Linked DNA regions of Mus musculus: all the other regions are linked to region 5. The links are chromatin contacts, called in public Hi-C, HiCAR-type, HiChIP or PLAC-seq and promoter capture Hi-C maps. All regions are on one chromosome and are shown on one strand. Each heading gives the region's core, a stretch centred on a gene start, on an enhancer-like site or on the middle of the called end of the contact. The rest is flanking DNA. Distances are from core to core; before and after follow the strand shown. Region 1 holds the start of Hdac10 (histone deacetylase 10). Region 2 holds the start of Zbed4 (zinc finger, BED type containing 4). Region 3 holds the start of Plxnb2 (plexin B2). Region 4 holds the start of Pim3 (proviral integration site 3). Region 5 holds the start of Tbc1d22a (TBC1 domain family, member 22a). Region 6 holds the start of Selenoo (selenoprotein O). Region 7 holds the start of Alg12 (asparagine-linked glycosylation 12 (alpha-1,6-mannosyltransferase)).

What was found. Promoter capture Hi-C pulls out the DNA fragments that hold promoters and counts their contacts. Hi-C and Micro-C count contacts between places; a contact is called where the count stands out from the background. HiCAR-type assays count read pairs that join an accessible place to other places. HiChIP or PLAC-seq counts read pairs in DNA pulled down with a chosen protein or histone mark. Capture Hi-C pulls out chosen DNA fragments and counts their contacts.
Region 1: a Hi-C map of B cells shows a contact between it and region 5, with 5 read pairs. The contact joins the promoter of Hdac10 here to the promoter of Tbc1d22a in region 5. A contact is called at or near these places in 3 of 39 promoter capture datasets (cranial neural crest, embryonic stem cells and pre-B cells) and 1 of 484 Hi-C or Micro-C datasets (B cells).
Region 2: a contact with region 5 is called in an H3K27ac HiChIP or PLAC-seq map of acute myeloid leukemia, with 11 times the contacts expected there. The contact joins the promoter of Zbed4 here to the promoter of Tbc1d22a in region 5. A contact is called at or near these places in 7 of 39 promoter capture datasets (the 3T3-L1 cell line, the C10 cell line, the HPC-7 cell line and 4 more), 7 of 115 datasets of contacts at active chromatin or transcription factors (the 230-238 cell line, the SCID.adh cell line, acute myeloid leukemia and 4 more) and 1 of 9 other capture datasets (embryonic stem cells).
Region 3: a contact with region 5 is called in a HiCAR-type map of astrocytes, with 4 times the contacts expected there. The contact joins the promoter of Plxnb2 here to the promoter of Tbc1d22a in region 5.
Region 4: an H3K27ac HiChIP or PLAC-seq map of acute myeloid leukemia shows a contact between it and region 5, with 21 times the contacts expected there. The contact joins the promoter of Pim3 here to the promoter of Tbc1d22a in region 5. A contact is called at or near these places in 3 of 39 promoter capture datasets (the C10 cell line, embryonic stem cells and hippocampal neurons), 5 of 115 datasets of contacts at active chromatin or transcription factors (acute myeloid leukemia, astrocytes, epiblast stem cells and 2 more) and 1 of 9 other capture datasets (embryonic stem cells).
Region 6: a promoter capture Hi-C map of liver shows a contact between it and region 5, with 3 times the contacts expected there. The contact joins the promoter of Selenoo here to the promoter of Tbc1d22a in region 5. A contact is called at or near these places in 1 of 115 datasets of contacts at active chromatin or transcription factors (large pre-B cells) and 1 of 9 other capture datasets (liver).
Region 7: a promoter capture Hi-C map of 3T3-L1-derived adipocytes shows a contact between it and region 5, with 6 times the contacts expected there. The contact joins the promoter of Alg12 here to the promoter of Tbc1d22a in region 5. A contact is called at or near these places in 5 of 39 promoter capture datasets (3T3-L1-derived adipocytes, the C10 cell line, cranial neural crest and 2 more), 2 of 115 datasets of contacts at active chromatin or transcription factors (astrocytes and large pre-B cells) and 1 of 9 other capture datasets (embryonic stem cells).

What each region holds. Positions count from the first base shown.
Region 1 is chr15:89,126,986-89,130,050 of GRCm38.p6, forward strand. Hdac10 (histone deacetylase 10) reads right to left here and starts at 1,715. Exons shown (of 20, transcript NM_199198.2): 1 at 1,405-1,715; 2 at 1,200-1,334; 3 at 937-1,033; 4 at 609-706; 5 at 401-505; 6 at 165-233; 7 at 1-10. The coding sequence starts at 1,463. It overlaps Gm46530 (a long non-coding RNA gene), which reads left to right and starts at 1,554. Exons shown (of 2, transcript XR_001781738.2): 1 at 1,554-2,208.
Region 2 is chr15:88,750,442-88,753,291 of GRCm38.p6, forward strand. Zbed4 (zinc finger, BED type containing 4) reads left to right here and starts at 1,270. Exons shown (of 3, transcript NM_181412.3): 1 at 1,270-1,361.
Region 3 is chr15:89,179,233-89,182,176 of GRCm38.p6, forward strand. It overlaps Plxnb2 (plexin B2), which reads right to left and starts at 1,556. Exons shown (of 38, transcript NM_138749.3): 1 at 1,433-1,556.
Region 4 is chr15:88,860,834-88,863,565 of GRCm38.p6, forward strand. Pim3 (proviral integration site 3) reads left to right here and starts at 1,361. Exons shown (of 6, transcript NM_145478.2): 1 at 1,361-1,919; 2 at 2,005-2,114; 3 at 2,208-2,258; 4 at 2,346-2,715. The coding sequence starts at 1,835. It overlaps Gm33049, which reads left to right. Exons shown (of 3, transcript XM_006521646.3): 3 at 1,000-1,673. The coding sequence ends at 1,647.
Region 5 is chr15:86,212,802-86,215,789 of GRCm38.p6, forward strand. Tbc1d22a (TBC1 domain family, member 22a) reads left to right here and starts at 1,658. Exons shown (of 13, transcript NM_145476.2): 1 at 1,658-1,835. The coding sequence starts at 1,774.
Region 6 is chr15:89,087,462-89,090,586 of GRCm38.p6, forward strand. It overlaps Selenoo (selenoprotein O), which reads left to right and starts at 1,577. Exons shown (of 9, transcript NM_027905.3): 1 at 1,577-2,204. The coding sequence starts at 1,648.
Region 7 is chr15:88,817,786-88,820,913 of GRCm38.p6, forward strand. It overlaps Alg12 (asparagine-linked glycosylation 12 (alpha-1,6-mannosyltransferase)), which reads right to left and starts at 1,533. Exons shown (of 10, transcript NM_001142357.1): 1 at 1,473-1,533. It overlaps Creld2 (cysteine-rich with EGF-like domains 2), which reads left to right and starts at 1,861. Exons shown (of 10, transcript NM_029720.2): 1 at 1,861-2,049; 2 at 2,146-2,228; 3 at 2,744-2,854. The coding sequence starts at 1,927.

The DNA of each region.
Region 1 (3,065 bases), core at 465-2,964, 2.9 Mb after region 5:
ATAAAGGACACTGTCGACAATTGGCCAGGTCAGAAGTGAGGTCCCTTAGCAACTCCACAGCTTCTCAAAGAACCCTAACTCTTAAGACCCCTAGTCTCACCACTGGAATTTTATCCCCAAAATGGTGAGCGGCAGAGAAGGGCTGTGTCCACACCCCAGCTCACCTGGGGTCATCGTTGAAGATATACTGGATGCCCTGGCCATGGTGGACATCCCAGTCGACAATGAGAATCCTAAATTCGGACAGTACTGGGGATTACTGGAAGTGGCTGCCTTTCCACCTTTAGGCTAGGAGCTCAGCCAGGAGTGGAGGGAGCTGGGTGGGACCTCTTAACCACCAACTCCACCTCTTCCTATTTAGTTTGGGTCCCCCACACTTGCAGGTCAAGCTTGGACACACCTCTGCAGCCCATATTTCTGCTTGGCATGTTTGGCTGCTAGAGCCACATTGTTGAACACACAGAATCCATTGGCAGCTGCCCTCTGACTGTGGTGCCCTGGAGGCCTAGGGTGTAAAAAAAAAAAAAGGAAACACCGGGCATGTCAGAGTCATTCTGTCCCCTCACAGGGTCACACACAGACAGCTAGGGGAGGAAGGTGGTTCTCACCTCACCAGGGCAAGCCCATTGTGCACAGCTCCTGTTAGCACAGCATCGACCAGCTGCAGTGCAGCCCCCGCTGCCAGCCGGGCACAGTGAAAGGTGTCCTGTGAGCCAGAGTGCAATTGAGCCTGGGACCTGACCTGCTTGTCCCAGGTTGCAGGTTTCCCACTGCTGAGCAGACAGGGCTGGGGCATTGGCAAGCAAAACATGGTAGGGTACGGTCATAAAGCATAAACAAGGAGACACTGGCAGGTGAGCAGACTTGGGTGTGAATGCACCTAGGCAGGCATATGGACATAAATCTGGGTGAATGGGCGTGTATGCTGGCTCGCACCGGGTGAAAGTAGACAGCATTGTACTGCTTAGACAGTGCGTGGAGCTCCTCTTTATCCAGGGTCTGGGTCTTCTGCACCAGGGCTATATATTCCGGGCTGCAGATCAGCAGGCGGGCCACCAGCAGGACAGGAAGGAAAGGAGCAGAGATTCCTGGTGGGAGTGCCCACCCAGTAATCCCTTTTAGCCCACACCACGGTGAACCCAAGGGAATGCTAGCGGAGCTATAAAAGGTTCGGGTCCCCAGATCTGTCATAGTCTGACCTGTGCACCAAGCCCAACTCTTCCTCTGATGCCTCACAAGCTGACAAACACAGGCACCTTTCTTCCAGGCCACGCTGCCGCAGGCCATCCAGGGCAGCTGTCAGGCGCTCTGGGCACTCAATTTCGCACTCGGGGCTGGAGCAGACAAGGATCTCAGTGTTCAGGGTTCCCTCCCGGCCCCCTACTTCTGTCAAGACACACTTACTCATCCCAGAGCAGTCGAGTGGCTGTCATGTCCTCGTGGTACACAAGTGCTGTGCCCATAGCTACACCGTGGTCACTTTGATCCGCTCTAACGCAACACGCCCTCTGCCGGCAGGTAATTGCACTGCCCGGTCTCACCTAACTATGCACGTAAACAATCCTCACTCGGGACGAACTGGGTTGTGCACGCTGGACCTGGGCAAGAGGAAACCACCCCAGGCCCAGGTCCGGGCTCAAGCCCGCCCGATTGTCAGAAGAGAACCGCTGGAAACTGAACTAAGCGTGACGCCAAACGCCTAACTTCCGGCTTCCTCTTTTACAGACTCCGGCCCGCCCCTAGGCGAGATTAGGGTGGAGTAGACCAAAAGGCTGAGCTCCCCTGGGATTGCGCGCGCTCTGTGTGTCTTTCTCTCTCTGCCTCTCTTTCTCTCATTGTCTCTTTCTCTTAGGCTGCAACTTCAGTGCCACCGACAACTACGTGTGGCGCGGAGCCTACGACCAGTACCGCCTCCAGTGTCCTTCTTGAAATGGATAGGAAGACAGGGCTGCCTGTCCTCAGGCCATCCATAGCTACAGCCGCAGCTATGCTTCCTTCTTGCCCCCAGCATCCTCCTAGCCTAACCTGGTAGTTTAGGCCACAGAGTCAGAAATGCCAACTGTCAATCACAACCAATTTGCCTGCTCCCGCAGGTGAAAGATGGAGAGGAGAGAAGTGAGCAGGGTGTGTATGTGAGTGCCTGCGGGGGCTGGCCTGGGCTGGATCAAAGCACTGAACTTCCAGAAGGGACTGACAGAAAGGCCACAGGTAAGAAAGAGGCCACTGGAATAGAAGAGTTATATAAGACGCCAGGCCAGCCAGGAAAACTGCAGCACAGTGTGAGGCTAGGAAGGGTAGAGGGTTCTGAGCAAGGAAGGGTGAGGAAGCAGGGAAGGGGGCCTTAGGAAAGGAGGAACAAAGGAGACATGAGCTCAAATACCAGCTAAGACTATACATATATATATATATATATATATATATATATATATATATATATATATGTATGTTTGTATGTATATATGTATATATATATACACACACACAAATAAACACACACAGATATATACACACATATATACATACACATATATACATACATGTATATATACATATATATGTATATACATATATATATATATACACACACACATTTCCATAGTCCAGCCTTGTCTCCAGTTCCGAAATGAGTGTTGGCATTACAGATGCCTCAAGATGGGGGGAAGGGACAAGACACACCCCCAGGATGATGAGGGGAAGGGGGCAAGGCTGCCGCTGACGTCTGTGATAGGAACACATACAACTATCATGTACAGGGGAAACCAAAGAGCCCTGGAGTGGTTAGAAGTAGGTGCCCTCTGCCATACTCAGGAGTTGGGAGTTCAGGCAAGGATTTTGGAGGAGCCCAAAGCTTCTCCATCTTCTAAAAGCCAATTAACTACCCTGGTTTATGTATATTGTGGGGTAGGGCATGAACTGAGCCACACCTCTGTAACTGGGTGAAGTATTTGAAGCCTTGGACCATGGTTATCACAAGGGGATTCAGGCAGTGGAGCCATGGTCATGGCATCTCCTCTGACAAGATTAGACTGGGCAAAGTGTATTTGCCCAGAACTTGTCAAATGAAG
Region 2 (2,850 bases), core at 20-2,519, 2.5 Mb after region 5:
TATAGCTCAAGAACCCATGTCTCAACAGTTCTCCTGGGGCTTCGGAAATCCTTCATGAAGGCAGATGTTCTCTTTCCTCTGGGGTGTAGGGTACGAGGGGCATAACAAGGAGAGGAAGGTTACTGGGAAAAAACTTCTGTACCCTACGGGAACCTGCTAGCTGAGGACCTCCACCCAGGTCTTTCTGCTGTTCCCCATTGAGTCTCATATGGAGCCACCACCTCCACCACAAACATCAGCTTCCCTGAATGGAAGGCGAAGAAGACAGAAGCCAGGCTCAGGGTTCCACACCAATGATGACTTCCACCAGCAGTGCACTGGCAGCCCAACCACCTTCCCTTGAACTTAAAGACACAGAATCCCAAACCATGTCCATTGACCAGTGATGGTGAATCAGGGTAAGCAAGGTGTGACATCAGCACTCGACGCCTCCCCCGACCGCACCACCACCACCTCAATCACAGAAGGAAACTCCTAAACACGCAGAACAGGAGATGGGCGTAGGACAGAACTCCCGCATAAGAGAACAAGCTGTGGTCTAAAGTGTCATCAGAGAAGGACCTCTGGGATAAATTCCACCTGCAGAAATTACATGGTCCGCACAGGCATCTGAACTGGGGCGTTCAATGTTCAGCTCCTTATTTCTTTTACCCAAACATGGCCCCAGGCCCTGAGCAGCTAGCACCTGCTGTGTCTAGCCTCCACCCAAGGGCTACTGAAAGTGGTTGCGCGCAACGCCCCCGGAGAAGGCGCCCGCCTTGACCACAAGCCCGGAAGCTCCGCGGCCAGCCGTTGAGAGCGCAGGACCACCCTAACGGCCAAGCCCTAAGAAGAAACCACTGAGAACGCGCGCTTCTCAAACGCGCAGCAATTCCAACCAACCGCCGTGGCGACTGCGCCTGCGTAGTCTTCGGACCGAACGCCCGACAGGGCAGGTGCGCCAGACCGCGCTTGCGTAGTTTGACGGAGGAGGCCAGCGACCAGACCTCGTGTGTGTGAGACTGCGCCGGAGTAACCTGACCTCCGGAGATGGGGCGAGGGGAAACTGCGCCTGCGTAGTCTTCGTAGCTCCGCCCCGTTTGCCTAGCCGGGGCCCATCCAGCCGTACTCTAGGCATCCCCCCCCAAGGCGGGGCAGGTGCGCACGGACTGCGCTTGCGCACGACAGCCCCGCCCCGGGCCCCGCCCCCGACCCGCGCGGGGCCCTGGGAGGGGCGCAGCGTCCGGCGGCGTCGCGGGCGGCGGGGCTGGGGCGGCGGGAGGGGCGGCGGGGGCAGACAAAGCGGCTAATGAATGGGCGCGCCCGTCGCGCTGTTCGCAGCCCGCGGGCCCGCGCAGCGCAGCGCGGAGCCGGCGCCTCAGGTGAGTGCGCGCGGGACGCTCCAGTGGCGTCTTCGACGGCCGGCGCCGCGCAGGGGTTGGGGAACCGCGCCATTGTCCGTGCGCGGCGGGCCGGGTGGAGGCTGTGTCCCGAGACTGCGCCCGGCCCGGCCCAGCCCGGCCCGGCCTCTGACAGCTGCGCCTCGCGCCGCGGGCGGGCCCAGGCCGCGGAGGGGAGCGACCGCGGGACGCCCCGTGGGACCTTTCGTCAGGTGCCGGGCTCCCGCCACGTCGTGGCGTCCCCCAAGCCGGTGCCGGTGGGCGCGCGTGTCCAGGAAGGGGCGCAGGCAGGCGGCACGGCGGTGACACGGGTCGGTGTCACGCTTCTTGGTGCCTGCCTAGCTTGAAGCGTGTGCGTCTGGGTCTGACCGCGGAGGCTTAACGAAACTTAACTCAACGCTTTGGCTCCGTAGCGTCTTCACGGTCGCAGTACCTGCCGTCATTTTTTGTTCCTTTTGTCCTTTTTGGTGCGACCCACTCGCTTCTGCCCGGGATGGCTGCGGGTCCTCGCTCTCCGTCTGGAGGTTCTCACGAGGCTCCAGCGCGTCTTTTCAAGTCCCTGCAGCGCCGAGCCTCAGGAGGAGCGGCTGTCGCGGTTCTGGCGTTTGTAAAAAGGGAAGTCATTTGTTTTTGAAGTTAATTAGGATAAGATTAAGTGTAGTTTTTAAAAGGACACTTGTGCCTTCTGGCTTCGTAAAGCCAGTCAGCCAAGGCAAGTACATTCTTGTGACTTGGTAGGAAGAAAGAAATTTTCCCCTTTATATCGTGGTGATAAAAATTAATAAGACCAGGGAAATTTTAGTTTTGAGTTTTTTTTTTTTTTTTTTTTTTTTTAGTACTCTGAATAAACGTAGTTGCAAGGCACGAATTAATTCCATGCTAAGCAGAATTGAGAAGCTACAAGTTTGGCTCTACACCCTGAGGGAGTGGCTTGTGCATGAAGACATTGGTGCATGCTTTCTGTAATCTATATAAACTTTTTTCTATATAAATTTTTATATAGACTTTTTGTGTGGCTTTTATTTTCATGAGAAGATCTAGTTAAAAATTTTTTTGAATCTTTAGGAAGTTTCAAAGTCTCAGTGTGCTGATAGGTTTTCATCAATTTACACAAACCTAGACATATTTTGGAAGAGGGAACTTTTTTTAATCTCTTATTTTTAATGTTCATTGGTGTTTCACCTACAAGTATGTCTCTGAGGGAATGTTGAATCCCCTATAACTAGAGTTACAGTTTCGGTTGTAAGCTGCCTGTGACTGAATGGAATTGAACCCAGGCCCTCTGGAACTGTTCTTAATCATCTCAAGAGGAGCCATCTCTCTAGCCCCAGAAGAGGGACTCCGTTTTTCTTCTTCAAAATAATTTTTGAAAATTATTTACTAATTGGGTGTGCTTTGGTGTTCTGCTTGCATGTCTGTCTGTGTGAGGATGTCAGATCCTCCTGGAACTGAAATTATAGATAGCTGTGAG
Region 3 (2,944 bases), core at 306-2,805, 3.0 Mb after region 5:
ACTCGGCTGGATAATCCAAAATAATTCCTCCTTGGCAGGCAGCCCGTGGGGGAGGGGGGAACTCACATTCCAAACTCTTGTTTTTCTAAGTAACTTCCCTCAGATCCTGGGGCTAGAAACCTCTGGCCAGTCCTCAGGCCTCCCCACTTCCATGGGAGGGTGTGAGCGACTAGGTGGCCGAGGCTCTGTAGTCTACCTGGTGATTAGTCTTCTCGAGCAATTTCCATACAACACAATAAGGTTTGGCACATTCCACAAAACAACTCACGCGTTGGCTCTACCTTCCTAGGAACTTCACCTCCTGACCAAAGAGCAAGGACTCATGCTAGCGACAGTCCAACTTTCTGATGACATTCCCTATGTTCCAAGACAGCATCCGGGTGTGGGATCAGGCTGACAGCTCCCACCCTCTAGGTGTTTGTGAGCAGTCTGAGAAATTCAGCTTTAAAATCATCAATACAAATTGAAGAGAGACGTTAGAGGGGGGCACTCCCCAAGGCAAATGAGGGCCCCCGAGGGCCTCCGTTCATCAGAACGTGACACTGGCTTTGGGACCTGGCTTCAGCTACAGTTCTGACCACCACCACCATGGTGGCCATAATCCGATCTCCCTTCCTGCCTTCTCCAAGGAACTAGAAAAAGGAATTAAGTGACGTGGCCAGAAACTCTAGGATTCTTAGGCTCAGAAGACCCCAGATAGAAAGGACCCACCCACACACAAACCTGCCACACAGCAGGAAACAGAGGAAGCAATGAATCTCCCTTAAGAAGGTATATGGAAGTGAAGGACTGGACTGTGTAAAAGCACCCACAAGTTCTAAGCCCTCTGAATCCTAAGTGTCTCTCCAAACACCACAACAACGAACTACACTAGAAACTTGCGGAGATCTTGCCGGGAGGCGTGGGGCCTCACCAGGTACTACTACTGAGTGTTAGTTCTCTCTGGCTCTTGTTCCCTGTCCCAGAAGGTGTGGGCACTGCTTTGGTTGAGCACCCCTGTAAAAAGCCCCAGCAGAGCCCAGCGTCTGAGCAAGCTTAGCTTGAGAACTGGGGCCTGGAGGTCCAGCACGACAGAGATGACTTGCTCTGGTCCATCGATTCGGTAGGGACGCCGGCCGTGAAGGAGGGTTTGAAACTACACCGGGTCGGGTGCAGCTCCACCGGGTCGTGGGAACCCTGCCTGCCAGGACAGTCTCCCAGCATCCCAGCGCTGAGGGCCTCGTCGCCAATCGGGGAGGCAGGAACAGCCAGGCCCAGCCGATTGGAAAGACAGACAGACGCGGGGCAAAGACGCAGGCCCGCGTCGCCCTCCGCGCAGCGGCACTGCCCTAAGACCCCCGCGTCCGGGGGCGCAGGCCGAGGCCGAGTGGCGGAGACGGCGAAGCCTGGGCCTGCGCGACGCCCCCACAGTTCCCGTCCCCGAGTGCCGTACCTGCTCCTCCGCAGCCGTCGTTCGATGGCGCCGGGGCCGCGCTCTGCGTTGCGCTCCGGCCCGCGCGGCTGCCATGGAGACGGGCCTTTGTGTGGCCGAGGAGGGGCCGGAGCGCGCGGGAGCCGCCGGCCCCGCCCCCGCCAGGGGAGAAGGAGGGCGGGGAGGACAGGGGCGGGCGAGAGGGAGGGACGAGACTAAGGGGTAGAGGGTGGGAAGGAGGGGCGGCTGGCGTCCCTAGCGTACCCCGCGTTTCCCTCGGCTCAGAGCCACTTATGCACACCGCTTTGCTTGGAGATTCGCGCCCAGTAGCAATCCGCGCTCCCTGCCTGCTGCAGTCTCGTCTCCTGGCACCAGTTCCCCCGCACCTCCCACTGCCCCGTCATCAGAGGAGTTCGCTCAGGCTGGGCACAACCCCGGGAGTGCCCCAGGCCGAACTGAATGGCGCACGCGGCCCGGCACCAGTGGGTGGCTTCGCCTGGGCCAGATCGAGGCCTCAAGTGTCTTCTTGGAGATGGGCGGGGCGCAAGGAACCGCACCACCATTGGCAACAGGCGGGACCACGCGCTCATCCCGTTCCCGAGGGTGAGGGCTGCTGAACCTTGATTCTTTCTTCCAAATCCTAGCCGCTCTGTTCTCCTTATGGAATGTTCTACTCTCCTTCCCGGCCCCTTGGCCTTACCGACCCCCAAAATGTCTATAGGGTAGGACAGTACCGTAGGGTTCCTACTTCAGGCCTTGAAGTTGTGGTGGCGATCTCAGGACAAGGTTTGGAACTAGTCCCCAAACCCCAGCTCATTCATGTCTACCCTGGAATAGCTGTCTCTTCCACCCCAGATTTGCTCTCCTTTTTAAAACAAAAAAAACTAAAGATGTATTTATTTATTCATTTTATGTATGTGAGTACACTCTAGCTGTGAGCCTTCATGTGGTTGTTATGAATTGAATTCTTAGGATCTCTGCTCGCTCAGGCCCAAAGATTTATTATTATACATAAGTACACTGTATCGGTCTTCTGACACACCACAAGAGGGCGTCAGATCTCACTACGGGTGGTTGTGAGCCACCATGTGGTTGCTGGAATTTGAACTCGGGACCTGTGGAAGAGCAGTCTCTTACCCCCTGAGCCATCTCGCCAGCCTCCAGATTTGCCCTCCTTGAATACCGTCTGCCTACTTCCTCCTATTTCCTCTGGCATCTCTGTGGAGAGCCTTTTGGGGTGCCCGTGACTGACTGAGCCAGCTTGGAACAACATCTCCCCAGCTTTGGAGATCTGCCCCAATTCTTATGTCTTCCCCAACCTGAAAACTTCACAAATCTGAGGACTTCACTGTTTCTTTAAGGAAGTTGAACTTGCCCCATCTCAAGCAGCCAGGCTTGGTTGAATCACCTTCTCCCCTCCACCAGCAACCCCGCCCCCTCCCCCCACATACAAGAGACTCCAAAATATTCAGTGATTTCAACACTACGGCCCCCAACACACACACACAACTCTAAAATATCCAGTAACACAGC
Region 4 (2,732 bases), core at 111-2,610, 2.6 Mb after region 5:
AATTTACTACCCACCTAGACAGTTCTCAAGGATCCCTCCCTCCCTCTCCCGAAAGACTGGGGTCCAATACAACCAGATTGTCCTGGCCAGGAGGAGCACAGGCCCTGTTGGGTTCTTAGCTGGTCCTTTGAAAGCACCCACAGGCAGACAACCCCCGCCCCTCCCCCACACCTGAGCAGGTACCCTGTAAACCCTGCTGATAGCTGGTATGGAAAGCTTTGTTCTTGGCAGATGTGGTCAGCTCCTGGAAAGCATGTTAGGAGACAGCCAGACAGAGCTCCAAGAACCTGAGACCTATTCCGAGGGCCTGAGTGTGTCCAGACTGTTGAGGGTCTAGGCCACAAAGACAGAAAGGGGGTGAGGAAACCAGGTGGGCCCCAAATAGTGTCAAGGCAGTAGGCGCCTCAGAAAGGTTCCAGAGAGAGAAAGTGTGGATTGCGGTGTTAGTGGAGGAACATGGATAAGCCAGTGGGAAGCCAGGCTCCAGATCCCCCAAGTAGTAGCAGTTCAGGAACGACAGTTGAATCGTTTAGACATCAAACTGAAGTCCAGGGAGCAATGGCTCTCAACTCATTCTCACCCAGCTATGACAGATGACAACTCCAAGTCCTGGGTTGCTCTTGGGTCAGTGACTTAGCCAGGGGTCAACAACAGTTGAGTCTAATTTCACTGGTGTCTTAAGGTATAGGTAAAAAGGACACAGGGAGACTGCTGTAGGCTGTGTCTACTTGAGCTGCTCAGGACGGAACTATGGGCATAATAGTCATCAACAAAGGACCTTTGGTAGTTGTGAGCAGCTAAAGGGACACTTTGTCAGATGGCCTTAGAGCAGAGGGACAAGTTCCCAGGAGGGAGGATCTAGGGTTTAGGAGGCTCTCATAAGTACCCAGCTAGGAGCATGAGATCTGAGCCTAGCTGATGGGCGAACACTCAAGGTGTGCTCCAGGGAGCTGAGGCTGGGTTGAGAGGTCTGAGGGCAATGCTTTCTCTGTCGCCCAGCCACGTGCGCATCGTGGCGCGCGAGCAGCGGGTGACGCACACAGAGCTAGTGTCAGCGTAGGCCTCAGGGCCGCACGACTGTCCTCCCGGACTTCCGCTTCTCAGAGGGGGCCGACTCCTCGCACACCCCCAGCCACAAACGCCCACGAAGAACGAGGGAACAACACGCGTAACTCGCGGAGCCGGAGAGTGACCTTCCTCAGCGCGGCCTGGGGGGCGAGGCTCGGAAGGCCCCGCCCTACGCTGCCATTGGCTGAGTCCCCGTGTCCTTTCAAAACCTCGATTTTCATTGGCTTATGCGGCCCCGCCCGCGCTGCCGGAGACATAAGGGGGCCGCCGCCCGCGCGCGAGCTGCGCGTGCGCAGGGCGGGTGAGAGCGCCGTGAAAGCCGCGGAACGCCGTGCACCTCCGCGACTCTACTACGGCAAGCTAGTCCGGACGGGTCGTCGTCCCCGCGCGCCACCAGCCCTTGGTGAAACGACAGGGAGCGTCCGGCTTCCCCAGCACCGCCCTGCGAGACTCAAAACAGCCACACCGCAAAGCGAGCCTCGGGCGGAAGGAGGCGGAGCTTCAGGCGGCCCCGCCTCCGCGGAAGGATACACATCTCCGTGGTCCAAAACCCCGGGGCGAGGCGGCCGGGGCGTGTGAGCTGCTCGGCCAGCTGCCGTCTACGCGCTTTCGCGCGGCCACCGGGCAACTGCGCCGCGCGGCTGCCCCGCTGAGCGCTCGGCCTCGGGGCCGTGGGATCCGCCGCGCTGTCTGCGGTCAGGAAGACCGCCCTCCCGCGTCCTTGCCGGACGGGTCAGAGGCGGCACCGCACGCGAGGCCACCCGCGATGCTGCTGTCCAAGTTCGGCTCCCTGGCGCACCTCTGCGGGCCTGGCGGCGTGGACCACCTCCCAGTGAAGATCCTACAGCCAGGTATGTGTGGGGACCAGGGAGGGGGCCTGGGCGGGGGCCGGGGGGTGGCTTTGGGTCATCATCAACCCGATTGTTTGTCCCACAGCCAAGGCTGACAAGGAGAGCTTCGAGAAGGTGTACCAGGTGGGCGCCGTGCTGGGCAGCGGCGGCTTCGGCACGGTCTACGCGGGCAGCCGCATCGCCGACGGACTCCCGGTGAGTCGTGGCTCCGGGCGCACCCGCGTGGACGATCGCCACGCTCGGCCGCCCGTCTGACCGCTCGCGTGTCGCCCCCTCTTTTCCCCGCAGGTGGCTGTGAAGCACGTGGTGAAGGAGCGGGTGACCGAGTGGGGCAGTCTCGTAAGTATGCGGGTGCGGGGCGTGCGGGTGCGGGGCATGCGGGTGTGGGTTGCCTTGGCTTTGTCCGATGACCGCCTTGTCCCCCAGGGCGGAGTGGCCGTGCCCCTGGAGGTGGTGCTGCTGCGCAAGGTGGGCGCGGCGGGCGGCGCGCGCGGCGTCATCCGCTTGCTGGACTGGTTCGAGCGGCCCGACGGCTTCTTGTTGGTGCTGGAGCGACCCGAGCCGGCACAGGACCTCTTCGACTTCATCACTGAACGAGGCGCCCTGGACGAGCCGCTGGCGCGTCGCTTCTTCGCGCAGGTGCTTGCCGCTGTGCGGCACTGCCACAATTGTGGGGTCGTGCACCGCGACATCAAGGACGAGAACCTGCTGGTGGACCTGCGCTCGGGAGAGCTGAAGCTCATCGACTTCGGCTCGGGCGCGGTGCTCAAGGACACGGTCTACACTGACTTTGATGGTGAGCAGGTGGTGCGG
Region 5 (2,988 bases), core at 408-2,907:
TCGGACCTTCAGAAGAGCAGTCGGGTGCTCTTACCCACTGAGCCATCTCACCAGCCCCATAGCACCCAATTTTTAATTTCCATTCTCCTGCCTCCCTCTTGAGAAGCTGGGCCATAGCTATGTACCACTAAAGTTTTATTTCAAAGAGCTCTCGAGGCAGTGCTAGGACATGATTATTAATCTTAGTTTTGCTAGGTCTCTCAAATTCTAAGGATTATTAGAAGTAGGATTCCAAGGAGAAGCCAAGGCTATGTTCCATAAGTTGTGCCTGAAGGGGTCACCTAGGACCTGTTGACATTGTCCCTGGTATTTCCTGAAGTTTCTATGCTTGTGTCAAAAGGGATTCCTAGAGAGCCCGGTATTGTCATCCAGACAGCAAACATTTGGGATGTACTATTTCAGTTCCTAAGGCTCCGGCTGTGCAGGAAATGAAGAGGAACAGGTGCCACCCCTTTCTGCAGAGTCAAAGTGGAGTCAGGTAGCTGCTGCAGTCTAAAAGGAGCTGCAGAAGGCTTTACTCTTAAAGAATGGGAACAAAGTTGAGATACAGGGCTCTAGGCCATTGACCCTGCTCTGAGTACTGAGGATAAGTCTGGCATACAACTGGGCTAAGCTATATAAGGTTCTTTAGTGTGATTTCTTGCATCCACCATGTGCTAACCCAACACCACTTTCAATATGTCTAGAAGTCTGGGTCTTGAGAATATAGTCAGGGCCTGGGTTAAACAGGAAGACCATATCAAAAGCAGAAAAAGTGCACGAGACAGCTGTCGTGAATATGTTTCTCAGTAGTAAAGGCCACAAGTTGGCATTACCAGTGTTTCACTAAAGCTCCGGCCTGAGATGCCAGCCTCTCACCCTTGAGTCTAAGATCATAGAAATTTTACACCAATCACGTAAGTAATTTCAAGTAGCTACACTACACAGCAAAAAGTGAAAGTAAACATAACAATATATTCTACAGAACCCAATATATATAAAGTATCATTTAATGTAAACTTATAATTAACATTTCCGTATTAAGATTTTTGGATCTTGAATGTATCTTACAATTAAGCACACTTTACTGCGGTCTTGGAAGCACGCAAGCGCCGGCAAGATGAAGTCTTCGTGTCTCCGTGCCTATTCGTTTTTCAGCTGAAGCCCAGGCAGATCCCCGCCATCGCTTCAGATGTGCTCCGGTGGAAGTCGCTTCCTTCACCTCACTGTGCAGTGTTTACTGATCCGGGGTCAATGCCCTGGCGATGAGGCTTGGACCACACTACAGCGGGAGAAGCTCTCCATCCTCCCGCTCGCCTGTCCGCCCGCAGCAGGGTCCCGATCTGCCTGTGCTCCTTCTGGTTCTCGGTACTTGCTGGTTGGCTGCGAGCAAATAAGACCGACTCGGACCCCAGACGCACGCGGCTCCGGAGTTCATGGCCGGGGATCAGAGGCCGGGATCCAGAGACCTCAGTCCGTGCCGCTCGACCCGAGCGCTCTCAGCGCCGCCAGAACATACGCAGCTCGCAGACTCCGCTTTCCTCCCTGCGCTACAGCCACGCACATATCCCAGCGTCGCCTTCTCATGGCGTCAAGCACTGCCCGAAACGAAGGCGGGACTTCCGGAATCGCCGAGTCACAACTTCCGGACGGAGGCGGAAGCGCCTCTCGGCTCTACGCTTCGGAGTCCTGGTGTCTCTGAGGGGGCCGCCGGGGCACAGGAGAGGGCCGCTGGAGGTGTGGCCGACCGCTCTCGGGTGTCAGGGTTGCGGATCTGAGGGATGAGGAGCGGCCATGGCCAGCGACGGGGCCAGGAAGCAGTTCTGGAAGCGCAGCAACAGCAAGGTCCCGGGCAGGTGGGTGTGACGGGGAGGACCCGGTCGGGGTCAGGGGTCAGAGGTCAGGTGGCCGTGCTGTCCCGTTGCAGTGCGGGTGGCGTAGGAGTCTGGGGAGGAGAACCTGGCTCCTAGGAGACTGTTGGGCTATGTGAGGGGCTAGGGGAGTCGGGGTCGGCAGTGGGCGTGTGGGAAATGAAAGGTGACAGTGGCCGTACCAATGAGCAAGGAGGACGAGGAGCTGCCCCAAGTGCTTCCAGAGCCTGGCAGGCAGGTTCTCTCCTGCGAAACTCCATGACTCCCTGGGGAAGCTGGAAGAAACTGACCCAGGTCATGCCCTGGAGAGTTTGGTTGAGTCAGGAAACTGGCCAGGGAGAGGCAGTGCCTGCAGGGGAGGTCGGTCTCTTCGGGGTGCATAGTGGTTTGAGCACTTGGGTTTTCGTCTGTCACATGTGGGCTGATGCTTTTCCTTTGAGCGTGGAAGCGCCTTGTGAATTTCTGTGGTCCCACCTTCTGGCCTCTGGACACCGGTCTTTTGACAGCAACAGGAAACACAGAATAATAATAAAAACACCTGGGTGCAGTCTGGAAGCTATCGAGCTCCAAAGTCCTTCTGTGATTGGTTATGTGGCCTGATGCCTCTCTAGGTCTTAGGGAGTGAAGAGACAGTACCCGGAAATGTATTTCAGAAAACTCCATCACAAGATTTCAAACATAGTTTATTCTGTTTTCTAGCCAAAGTCTCAGATATGAAATTTAAGATTCTAACATTAGCCACCTCTCCAGTCCTGAAGGTTTTGACATTGAGGTAACTTAAGTAGAACCATTCGTGAGCTCGGAAAATGGTCTGTCTTCCTGTGCTTCCTAAGAGACACCATTGTGTGAATGTTAAATTTGTAAACTCGGATATCCACTGTATTCAACCACAAAATGTGCTTTTCAAAGTGGCTGGGGCTTGGCACGGGTTACTGACTGCTGGGCCACAGTGACTTGGGAGATGGAGGAAGTCCTCAGAGGTACCCAGACACTGTATTTTTTACAGGACCTGGACTGGGCTTGCTTGAATAGTTAAGAACTTTTATAAAAGCTATTATTATAGTTTATGATGAGTAGAAGGTCCTACTGTGACAGGGATAAACACGTTGAGCCTAGTGCCAGATAAACAGAAGCATGT
Region 6 (3,125 bases), core at 327-2,826, 2.9 Mb after region 5:
AGGGTAGTCAGTGACGTCTGTGTTAGTGGCAGCAGGAAGAACACATGCTCTGGCCAAGGCTAAGATACTACAGGCTCTGTCACAGAAAACAACACCTACCCACCTTCTCACCGCCCATGCAGAGGGAGAGGGGATTTGACAGTGATCGAACAGCTCCAGGGCCACATTTGGGTTCATTGCAGGATTTTTGTTTTTCTGTGTGTGGGGGGAGGGGGGGAGTGGATTTTCTTGTTTGTTCAGTTTTTGTTTTGTTGAGAAGGTTTCTCTGTGTAGCCCTGGCTGTCCTGGAACTCGCTCTGTAGACCAGGCTGGCCGTGAACTCAGATCCACCTGCCTCTGCCTCCCAAGTGCTGGGATCAAAGGCATGTGCCACCACATCTGGCCTCATTGTAGTTTTAGAAGCCCACTATGGCCCTAGGAAAATTTCCAGAGATGAATTCTTGAGGTGTAGAACTGAAGAAAGGCTGAAAAGGAGAAAGACTGCCAGGAAGGAATGCGTGCATTTGTGCTCAGAGTCTCCTGTTTGAAACTAACAGGTTTTCCTGAGCACTGGATGCTGCCTACCTCTCCACCACCAAGATCCATAGCCACCTAGATTGCAAGTGACAGGCACAGAATGGAGAGAGAAGGAAATGCTATCACTTCAGGGAGAGATGCTGTGTACAAGGGAAATACAACTTGAGGCACCAATAGGGAAGGACTTGGGGACAGAGGACCTAGCATGCATGCAGAGCCAGGTTTCAGATAGGCTCAGAATCCCAGCTGGAACCATTGCCCAGCCAAATTATTCCTGTAGCAAATCTTGGGTGGCCAATTCCCACCTAGCCCATGGATCCCAAGAATATTACCAGGACTTCTGGCCCTTCTCTGGACAGAACAGATGAGGAAAAATTGTCCTAGTGGCAGGGCACTGCATATTCCACATTATAAAAACATATTTGTACTTTATTTTAAAAAGGGATCTACACACACACACACACACACACACGTTAATAGTGTCATATAAACAGCTGATGCAGGACTCGGGTTCTTAGTGTTTGCAAACCCTGCTACAGAGAGGAGATGATGGAGAGCAAAGCATCAGCACCATAAATCTAAGACAAGATTGACCAGAGAGGCGAGAGTAAACTTTGAAATGACTGCCTGGCTTTGTTTACTTACCTATATAATCGGCTGGATAAAGAGGAGATGAAAGACACATCTTTAGGATGCTAAACTACTGTCTTAGATTGTTAGCTGTCTGAATAAAACAGTCAAAAGATTCCATGTCTGTTTCTATGCATGTGATGGACAGTACCACTCAAACCCACAGCACCCAGGGAATGGCCTTGGCTTCACCTCTAGTTAAGGGGTGAGGGGGCCTGGTAGTTTTTTAGGGACATCACTCAGCCTGTAGGCACACTTGGAGTAGTCCAGTCTGGCATATGTCACCTGGGTGGGAGCTTCGGACCTCGGCTGGCCTGGTGCACAGGTGCCAGAAGTTAAACAGCATCTTAGGTCCACCCTCTGCGACGGCTCGTAGCCTGGAAGTGGACAAACGAGAGGCGACCAATCAGAACCAAGCTTCTGGGCGTGCCTCCCACCAGCCCCTAACTGGGTGGGGGAAAACTTCCGGTCGGGGCGAGCAGGCTTCCGGCGAGGCGGCGAATGGCCTCTGTCAGGGCCGCGGTCGGGGCCTCGCTCGCGGTTGCCCGAACCCGGCCACGGTGCGTCGGTCTCGCGCTTCCGTCGTCCGCGCCCCGGTCCGCCTGGGCTGCAGCTATGGAGCCCACGCCGCGTTGGCTGGCAGGGCTGCGCTTTGACAACCGCGCCCTGCGTGAGCTGCCGGTGGAGACGCCGCCGCCTGGGCCGGAGGACTCCCTGGCCACCCCGCGGCCGGTGCCCGGAGCCTGCTTCAGCCGTGCGCGGCCGGCCCCGCTACGGCGGCCGCGCCTGGTGGCGCTGTCAGAGCCCGCGCTGGCCTTGCTGGGGCTCGAGGCCAGCGAGGAGGCCGAGGTCGAGGCCGAAGCTGCGCTCTTCTTCAGCGGCAATGCGCTGCTGCCGGGCACCGAGCCCGCCGCGCACTGCTACTGTGGACACCAGTTCGGTCAGTTCGCTGGGCAGTTGGGCGACGGTGCCGCCATGTACCTGGGCGAGGTGTGCACAGCGGCCGGCGAGCGCTGGGAGCTGCAGCTCAAAGGCGCCGGCCCCACGCCCTTCTCCAGGTGCGGAACTCCCGGAGAACTTCCCGGAGGCGACACCCTTCTGCGCGCGTGGGTGAAAAGGGAAGGTGCCCAGTGGCGCTTTCGCCCGGGTAGGGACAGCCCTACGTCCAAACTCCATGAATGGTTAGGACCTAGGTGGAGGAAGACAAAGAAACTGGCAGGGAAGGGCCGAGTGGCAAGAACGGGCTTACTCTCTGGCTGACACTCAGAGAGATCTCTCTCCATCTGCCAATTCTGTCAGGTGGAGGGGACACACCTCTAATGGCTGTCCGATGTGTTTTCAGAAACACAACGCGGACTTTGGAACCAGTTCCCCGAATGATACTGTTTGCTGAACATCTTGCCCAGAGTCTAGTTTTCAGAAGCAATGCATTGGGCTGGTATCCAGACCTATTATCTGGAACCATACTTAAACAGTATGCTTCCTCAACTTGCCCAGCCTCTAGCAGACTCTACGCACTGTCTAGGGACTGTGGGCACAATCCGTTCTTATACCCACCTTCTCTGTGACCATTCTCCCAAGCCTGTCAGTTCTAATCGTGCGCGCGCACACATGCACCCACCCACCCACACACACGAGTGGATAGTTCTTGTTTTCCAATGGAGAGTACCACAAGTGTCCAATACAGTCGTGGATCCAAAACCATACAGGCCCAAAGGAACAACTCTTCTTCCTCCTCCTCCTCCTCCCCCCCCCCCTTTTTTTGTACAGTGGTGTTTTGCCTGCATGTGTGAGAGTTGAACCCCTGGAACAGGAGTTACAATTGTGAGCTGCCATGTGGGTGCTGGGAATTGAACCTGGGTTCTATGGAAGAGTAGTCAGTGCTCTTAACCACTGAGCCATCTCTCTAGCCCCAAGGAACTCTTTAAAAAGAAAAACCAGAAGGGGGGCATCAGATCCCGTTATAGATGGTTGTGAGC
Region 7 (3,128 bases), core at 283-2,782, 2.6 Mb after region 5:
GGACTCCAACTTCGCTGCTTCAACTATCTGCTCTGCAGACCTTTGAAGGAAACCCAAGCTTTAGGGTGGGCTATTACCCACAGAACTCACCCGATCCTCCTCCTTCCTCACAGCCACAAAGGGGTGTGTGTTCTGCTGAGGACCAACAGCAGCTATTTTCTTTCTTTTTTGTTTTTTTGTTTCTTTCGAGACAAGGTTTCTCTGTGTAGCCCTGGCTGTCCTGGAACTCACTCTGTAGACCAGGCTGGCCTTGAACTCAGAAATCCGCCTGCCTCTGTCTCCCAAGTGCTGGGATCAAAGGTGTGCATCACCACCGCCCGGCTAGCTATTTTCAAAGACAACAGGAGACCAGGGTGAGCTGGACCGCTCAACCAGGAGCAGAAACAATACAAGGGAGTTATTCACCAGTACATAAAAACAACTTATCAGCCGGGCGTGGTGGCGCACGCCTTTAATCCCAGCACTTGGGAGGCAGAGACAGGCGGATTTCTGAGTTCGAGGCCAGCCTGGTCTACAGAGTGAGTTCCAGGACAGCCAGAGCTATACAGAGAAACCCTGTCTCAAAAAACCAAAAAAAAAAACAAAACAAAACACCTATCACAGGAATGGGGGCAGCTGCAGGGAAGAAGAGATGCTAATGGCTAAGCTCCAGGAGCCAAGCTCCAAAAAGCTATACTGCTCTTCTGAAGGTCCTGAGTTCAAATCCCAGCAACCACATGGTGGCTCACAACCACCTGTAATGAGATCTGATGCACAGAGCAAGCAGAGGTCGTAAATTCAACTCCCAACAACCAGATGAAGGCTCACAACCCTATGTACAGCTACCGTGTGTACTCATATACATAAAATAAACAAATCTTTAAAAAATTAAAAGCTATACTCTTCGCAAATGTGGCGTGGAGGAGGAGGGCATCTCAGATTAGGGGGTACCCTTCAAAGATCCTGTCGTCCCTGTCCATTGTGATTCCAAAGCTTCCAAGGGAACTGTGGGAATCATTCGTTCAAATTGTGGCTTTAACCTGGAAGTGTTAGCTGGTGTAGATGAACTTACTTGTAAACCAAAGACCAGACTAAACTGTTACTATTTATACAATCAGATGTTCTTTAAAATACACATAGTCCACATCTCCTCCTCCTCCTCCCTCAGGTCACTTAAAGTTCGGAAGGTCATTGTGAACTCACTGCCTGAGGCCCCTGAGGAAATGTCGACCACTGGGGCCCCCTCAACCACACTGAGCAGGACCCAGATGTAGAGCTCTGTTTACGGATGACAGCTCCGGGCGCCAGGTGAGGAGGATGGATGAACGGTCCAGGCCTCGGGCGAGATGTCCCGCCCCCAGGGACACGCTCAGCCTCTAAGTGACAGGTCCATCCCCGGGTTGAGGAACTCAAAGGCCGTCACGCGCGCTCGGGAGAACCCCAGCTTCGCCACCTCCCGCCCGAGTACACCAATCCCGGCGACGCGCGCTAACCTCTCCTCTCCGCAGGACCCCGCGGAACTGAGCAGACTGACCAAGGCAGGAAGCCGGCTGCGGAAACCGGGCCCGGAAGCCAAGTCTTTGCCCGAACTTGACATGGCCACCATTGCCCAGGCTGGCGACCGCAGCTGGCGCTTCCCGCCCGGAGAAAAGATGGCCACTCGTGGAGGGCGGGGCATGGGGACCCGATAGAAGATTACGGTTCTGCCTCATTCTCGCGGGACGCTGACCCGGGGCCTTCTCATTGGTGGCTTCTCGTGGCGAGCCTCAATTGGTCCACATCAGGCAAGGGGGATTCCTCCGGCCAATAGAAGCGCGCGGGGTGAAAGGTGGGCGGGGCCTCGGCGACGCAGTCAAGTAGCCCGGGGAACGGCCGGCGCGCGGGCCGGTGGGCGGAGGCTCAGACTCCGCCGCAGTTCTCGGTGGGTCGCCGGGCAGCCCTCCCGCCATGCACCTGCTGCTTGCAGCCGCGTTCGGGCTGCTGCTGCTGCTGCCGCCGCCCGGGGCCGTAGCCTCCCGGAAGCCGACGATGTGCCAGAGATGCCGGACGCTGGTGGACAAGTTCAACCAGGTGGGCGGGCGGCGGGGTCCGGGGCAGCGGCGCTGGGGCAGGGGCTGGCGGCGGGGTTCACGGTAGCCCATCGAGCTGGTGCCACCTCCACTACAGGGGATGGCCAACACGGCCAGGAAGAATTTCGGTGGCGGCAACACGGCGTGGGAAGAGAAGACGCTGTCTAAGTACGAATTCAGGTGAGTGTTCCCAAGAAGTGCGAGGATGTGCGGTCGCGGTCTGTGAATCGGTGGTCAGACCTTGGGGTCGGTGCAGACCACCGGCACACGGAGGAACCCCTTCGATGGTGGTGGACACCTGTCAATGGTCGTCCCTGCCTCTGGCCACTCAACTGGTCTGTGGTTTCCACACTCCCTACGGCCACTTCTGTGCGCACAGACACTGGAAGGCTTTTACACACACGCACACGGGCCTTTTGGAAACTCAGACTGGAGCCCCTCGCCCTCCTAGAGACTTCTGGCTTCCCTGACTAATGGAATAAGCTCCCTTTCTCATGCTGTAGGGATGGAGGGGCCTACCATTCCTGGGTCCGCTGCACACCCCCCGGTTAGCCTCCCCTTACTGACTAACCTTGCCTGTGGTTGTAGAGACTCTCCTCTTCGCTAAAGTAGTCTCTAGGAGGGACATGTGTAAAGTGAGCAGACTGGTGCTTTGGGGTGCTGGTGCTTTGGGGTGCTGACAGATTGTGTTTCAGTGAGATCCGGCTTCTGGAGATCATGGAGGGTCTGTGTGACAGCAGTGACTTTGAGTGCAACCAACTCTTGGAGCAGCAGGAGGAGCAGCTAGAGGCTTGGTGGCAGACACTGTGAGTGCCTGGGACCCTGTCTTCTGATCTCGCATTTTGCAGTATCTTCCCAGTAGAGAACCTAGAGAAGCAGGAAATATCCTACATCCCCATCCCGATTTACCCCTGCGCTGCCACCATCTCTTAGAAGCTTCCAAGGAGGTCCTGTGCACACCTGACCCTTGCTTCCCCCATCACATAGCCTTGAGGGCGTGGACAGTGCCTCCTAGCCCGAATCACCTGAGGTCCTTAGTTGCTTCAGCCTGAAGTTAAGAAGTGAAAATTGGAGTGGTTA